Linked DNA regions of Mus musculus: region 1 is linked to region 2. The links are chromatin contacts, called in public HiChIP or PLAC-seq maps. All regions are on one chromosome and are shown on one strand. Each heading gives the region's core, a stretch centred on a gene start, on an enhancer-like site or on the middle of the called end of the contact. The rest is flanking DNA. Distances are from core to core; before and after follow the strand shown. Region 1 holds the start of Epor (erythropoietin receptor). Region 2 holds the start of Dnm2 (dynamin 2).

Region 1 (2,700 bases), core at 10-2,509, 540 kb after region 2:
CCGGGATGCCAGCAGGGCCGCTAGAAAAGGGGATAGCCATGGCGGGGGGAGGGGGAGATCAGGGAAGCCCAGGTCTGCCTTCCACGGTGCCCTTACCCTCCCTCTTGTCGCCTGTGCAGATCCGATAATTTTAGTGCCCCGCCCTCTTCTCCAAAAGGGCCTTCGAGGGGTCTTGCAAAAGTGGCGCCTCAGAACTCCCAAGAGTAGCGACCCCGCCTGCCTTGTTCTACTCCTCCGTGCGCACGCCCACTCACCCTGCAAGTTGAGCGCTGTTCGCCCCGCCCTAGCGGGTGTGTGTGAGCGCAGAGAACTCGGCCTCCTATCGGTTCCCGCAGGCACCCGGCTGTCCCCCGATAGCGCCAACCGTGTCCCCCGCCCCCTTCCTCCTCCTAGCAAGCCGTCCAAAGGACCTAGCACCATCCGCCCGCCAAACTGAGTTTACAGTCTGCAGCGGGTCTGTTTCACAGTCTCTGGGAGCTCGATCCCCTCCCCCAGGAGAGCGGACCTAGCACTACCTTACCCTTGCCATTTCTACCATATCCCAGACTCCCTCAAAACACGAAACAGAGCCGAATGTGTTGGCTCTTGCAGGTCATCCCAGCAACTGGAGGTGGAGGCAGGAGAATCAGGAATTCAAGCTCAACCTCAATTACATAATGAGTCTGAGGGCAGCTTTGGCTACACAGACGCCGCCTCAAAACCAGAAACAGTACAGGCGAGTGACACATGCCTTTCATCCTAGCAATTCCAGGACATCCTGGAATGTCTAGCGAGATCCTGCTTCAAACAAACAAACAAACAAACAAACAAACAAACAAACCAACCAATCTTAAGCCTCTGCCCTGAGCATCACTCCAGGGCGAGGAGACTCTGAGATGCCTCATCGAGTTCAGACACCAGTTTGGCCCCTAGGACCCCATCTGGAGGTTCAGGGGACATTTAGCCCCTGGGACTCGGGCTGGGAATTCAGACCACAGCATTGCCCATGTACAGTTCTTACCTTTGCTCTCAAACTTGGGGTCCGGGAGGCTGGGTGAAGGTGCCCAGGCTGCCCCAGCAAGTAGGAGACAGAGGGGGCCTACCCGAGGCCAGAGGGGCACCCTGAGTTTGTCCATGATGCAGCCCTAGCTTCAGGAAGCTCAGGGCTCCAGCGCCCCTGTTTCGTCCCCCCCACCTCTCCTTCCCTTTCCTCTTTCCCCTTTCCCCTAGTCCACAGCTGGGTCAGCAGCAGCTGCCGGACACAGCTGACCAGGAGCTTCTAAGTGGCAGCTCCTTCCAGGGGGCGGGGCCAGCTTGCAGGCTGGGGACAGATAAGCTACAGCCACCAAGGGAACAGGGGCCTTCTTGGGCACAGCCACTGCCTAAACCAGTGTAGGGGGTGGGGCAGACAGCAGAGTTTTGTTTCGGGTGGCTTTGCTAATGTGGTCACGGACAAGTGACTTATGTTGTTTCACCGTCTAGGTCTAGTCCGGGCATCTGTGAATCCAGCCTGCTGTGCAGCCGGCAGGCCACAGATGGAAGAGAGGCTCTCGCTCCAGCCAGTATCTCTTCCCCAGCTCAGTTCAAAATAAGAATCCTAAAGACAACTAGCAACTGGGTGTGTGAGTGGAATCAGGCTGTGTAGCGTGACAGACACGTGCTATGGTGTTTTCTGTTTATGAATTACACGGATTTGGGAATATGAAATATTTACTATTTTTAAAATTACATTTGTGTGTGTGTGCATGTGTGTGCATGCACAAATGCAGCAGGATGCTTGTGGACAGCACAGAACAACTTGGGGAGTCAGCTCTCTCCTGCCTTGTGCTCCTGGTATTAAGCTGAGGTCTTCAGTATTGGCAGAAAAATCTTTGACCAGCTGAGCCAGCTCACCTGAGCCATCCGTCTCACCAGCCCTGATTGTTTTGGAGACAGTGTATCCCAAGCTGACATCAAGCTCCCTGAATAACTAAGGATGATGTTAGACTCCTGGTCCTCCTGCTTTCACTTCCTGGGTGTTGGGATGACAGGCATGCACCACCTATGTGGTGCTGGGACTGGAACCCAGAGCTTCACCTTACTGAGCAAGGGCTCTGCCAACTCTACAGCTCCAGTATTGCTTGCTTTCTTCCATGCAGGATGTCACTAAATAGCCCAGGCCGTCTTGGAACTGTGGCAATCCTCCTGACCCAAGCTTCTGAGTGCTCAGATCACAGACCTGTGCTTTCTTTCTTTTCTTTTTTTTTTTAAGACTTATTTATTTATTATATGTAAGTACACTGTAGCTGTCTTCAGACGCACCAGAAGAGGGCATCAGATCTCTGTTACAGGTGGTTGTAAGCTACCATGTGGTTGCTGGGATTTGAACTTCGGACCTTTGGAAGAGCAGTCGGGTGCTCTTACCCCTGAGCCATCTCACCAGCCCCAGACCTGTGCTTTCTATACTTAAAAATAAAAAAAACAAAGTTGAATGGCGGGTAGTGGTACAGCACTTGCCTAGCAGGTGGAAAACCCTGGGTTTATCCCCAGAACCCCCCAAATACAGAGATAGGTGGATGCATACATATACATACATAAGTACATAGTACGTACATACATACATACATGGGTAGATGCATGGATACATACATACATGAACAGACACATATATGGATATACACATATACACAGATACAAGTATGTATATGTTCACATATGCATACATGCATTGACACACCCATG
Region 2 (2,712 bases), core at 128-2,627:
GGCACAGATCTGGTGCGCATAAAAATAAAATAAATCTTTAAAACTTTTTAACTGTTATTTTATGTAAATTAAAAAAATTGTACATGGATTTTTTTTTTTTTTGCCTGCATGTCGGTATGTGCATTATGTCTGTGTCTGTTTCTAGTGGAGGCCAGACGAGGGTGTCAGATTCCTGGAACTGGAATCACTGATGGTTGTGTGAGTTGTCATGCAGGTGCTGGGAACCAAATTTGAGTCGGCTCCCAAGGCAGCAAGTACTGAGCCATTGGTCTAGGAGAAAAAAAAAATTAAAGTAAAAATAAACCTACAGTTGTAGCCATCCGCAAAACACTTGCTTGGCTTAATGGAACTGTAGACTTGACCCTCTGTAACGTACAGAAATAAGCACGAGAGGGTGAGAACGCCTTTATGAGGCAGAAGTGTCGACTCATCTTTCACTGGCACTGGGATTCTTCCAGAGTTGGGATCTGCGATGCTTTCTGCTTTGTTTTGTTTTTTTGTTTTTTTGTTTTAGTTTTTTTGTTTTGTTTTGTTTTGTTTTGTTTTTCGAGACAGTGTTTCTCTGTATAGCCCTGGCTGTCATGGAACTCACTCTGTAGACCAGGCTGGCCTTGAACTCAGAAATCTGCCTGCCTCTGCCTCCCGAGTACTGGGATTAAAGGCACGCGACACCACGCCCGACTGCGATGCTTTCTAAAATATGGGTTTTCACTACAGCCTAAGAATTCAGGTGTAACAGCCACTGAACCTTACCACGGTGTGCTTCCCTGAGCACTGTGGCCTTTTGCTTAAAAAGAATATCACAAAGTGATAGCAAATGCCAGGAAGTTGGAAGAACTTTTATGACACAGTTGTCAGTGAGGATTGGGAAGGTAGTAGCGTGTATCCTAGCAGGAGGGAGGCTGAGACAGGAGGAACATCAAGAGTCTGTAGCCAGCATACAAAACTATAGAAACTATAGAAAAAGATTGCGGCTCTCTTTCCTCTTACTGGTTGGAGTAGAGAAGTGATATTTATATCAGCCAATGAGAAATTTTTACGGAATTAACTAGTGTCAAGTGACAATCCAGTGTTGAAGAATGGATCCCTTACACCCTTGGCAGGTTGACGTTTCTGCGACCAATAAGCCAACCCGAATCAACCTAGTGAGCTGAGGCCTCAGTGTCTTTTCCAGAGACCCCGCCTTCCCGGTCTGACAACCCGGTTTGACTTCTATTGGCTTTCACTTAAGAGTGACAGTTTTATTACCCAGTGAATTTGTGAGATTAGCCCTTCCTCGTGCCTTTTTTATTGGCTCACGTTCTTGAGTGGCAGTGCTTTGAACCAATTGGATATAGCAGTAGGGTTGCGGACTCCGCCCCGGAGGCCGGGAGGGTTGTTCGCTCGGGTCGGGTGTCGCCTGAGAACCGGATGAGGCGGCGACTCTGAGGCCGAGCCGGGAGCGGGCGTCGCGGCGAAGGGGAGACCGGGCGGGCCGGCAGAGCAGAGCAGGAGGAAGCAACGGCCACAGACACATCGGAACCGAGAGTCTTAGTCGGGGGATCCGCGCGGCGGAGGCGGACACCATGGGCAACCGCGGGATGGAAGAGCTCATCCCGCTGGTTAACAAGCTGCAGGACGCCTTCAGCTCCATCGGTCAGAGCTGCCACCTGGACCTGCCGCAGATCGCCGTGGTGGGCGGCCAGAGCGCCGGCAAAAGTTCGGTGCTCGAGAACTTCGTGGGCCGGTGAGCGAGCGCGCCGGCGGCGGTTCTGGGGCTCCGGCCGGGAGGGCGGGCGGCGGCCTAGGGCGCGGAGGGCGGGCGGGGAATGGCGGAACTGCGGCTCGCGGACGCCGCAGCACCGGTGGCAGTGGATAAGGTCTGGGGCAAGAGTCTCCATGGCTTTCCGCAGGGACTGGAGATGCAGATCCAAGTCTGGGACTAGTCGATGATAGTGGGCGGTGTTTGGGGCAAGACGGTCAGTGCCGACCCCTCTTGGTGCTTCTAGTTCCGGCTATGGCTGGGCAACTCTGACATCGCTTTACCTGTAGTCCGGGATAGATCCACTCCTCTTTCCTTCTGCTACCTGGAAATCTTAGTGTGTGTGCTAAGATGTTGAAGATAACACTTGCCACTTAGCCATCCATGGGGAATGACCCCTGGGGTCTGTCTGGCCAGTTATTTTCTGGAGCCTGCTCTCTTGCCTGGTTAGCTGGTTATCTGTTCTAGACAGGCTTCCTACCGGCACCATTTGGTTGTCCCATCTGTCCAAACTCACTCTGAAGTCCACCGTTGTCTGGCTAGCCATCTAAGGTGACCTCTCGTGTGCAAATGCCCATCTGTGCCCCTTATTTACGTGAGTTGGCCTCTGCCATCTGACTGGCTGAACTTTGGGAGCCTCCTGTTATCTGGTTCTCTTGGGCCGACTGGCTCTTTGAATCCATCCATTAGTCTGTTCTCCATTCCCACCCAGGCATCCCTGCCTGTCCATCCTCTCTGAGTGACAGAGGTTGGAGAACTTGGGAAGAAACATTCTTTAGGATTCTTTCTTGGGCTAGGATCCCCTAACCTAGAGCTTCCCAGTTGGAATGCTCTCTAGATAGCTCTGGGAGCCTCAGCTTGTTCCATCTGTCCAGTGGGCAAATTCCACTTGCAGCTGTTTGTAGGATCCAGGAAGTGAGTGAAGGAGGGATGTTGATTTACTCCTGTCCCCTCCCCCTCTGCCTCTCCCC

What was found. HiChIP or PLAC-seq counts read pairs in DNA pulled down with a chosen protein or histone mark.
Region 1: a contact with region 2 is called in an H3K27ac HiChIP or PLAC-seq map of microglia, with 6 times the contacts expected there. The contact joins the promoter of Epor here to the promoter of Dnm2 in region 2. A contact is called at or near these places in 1 of 39 promoter capture datasets (erythroid cells) and 3 of 115 datasets of contacts at active chromatin or transcription factors (double positive thymocytes, microglia and pancreatic cancer cells).

The regions. Positions count from the first base shown.
Region 1 is chr9:21,962,317-21,965,016 of GRCm38.p6, forward strand. Epor (erythropoietin receptor) reads right to left here and starts at 1,260. Exons shown (of 8, transcript NM_010149.3): 1 at 1,001-1,260; 2 at 1-20. The coding sequence starts at 1,115.
Region 2 is chr9:21,423,531-21,426,242 of GRCm38.p6, forward strand. Dnm2 (dynamin 2) reads left to right here and starts at 1,378. Exons shown (of 21, transcript NM_001253893.1): 1 at 1,378-1,726. The coding sequence starts at 1,566.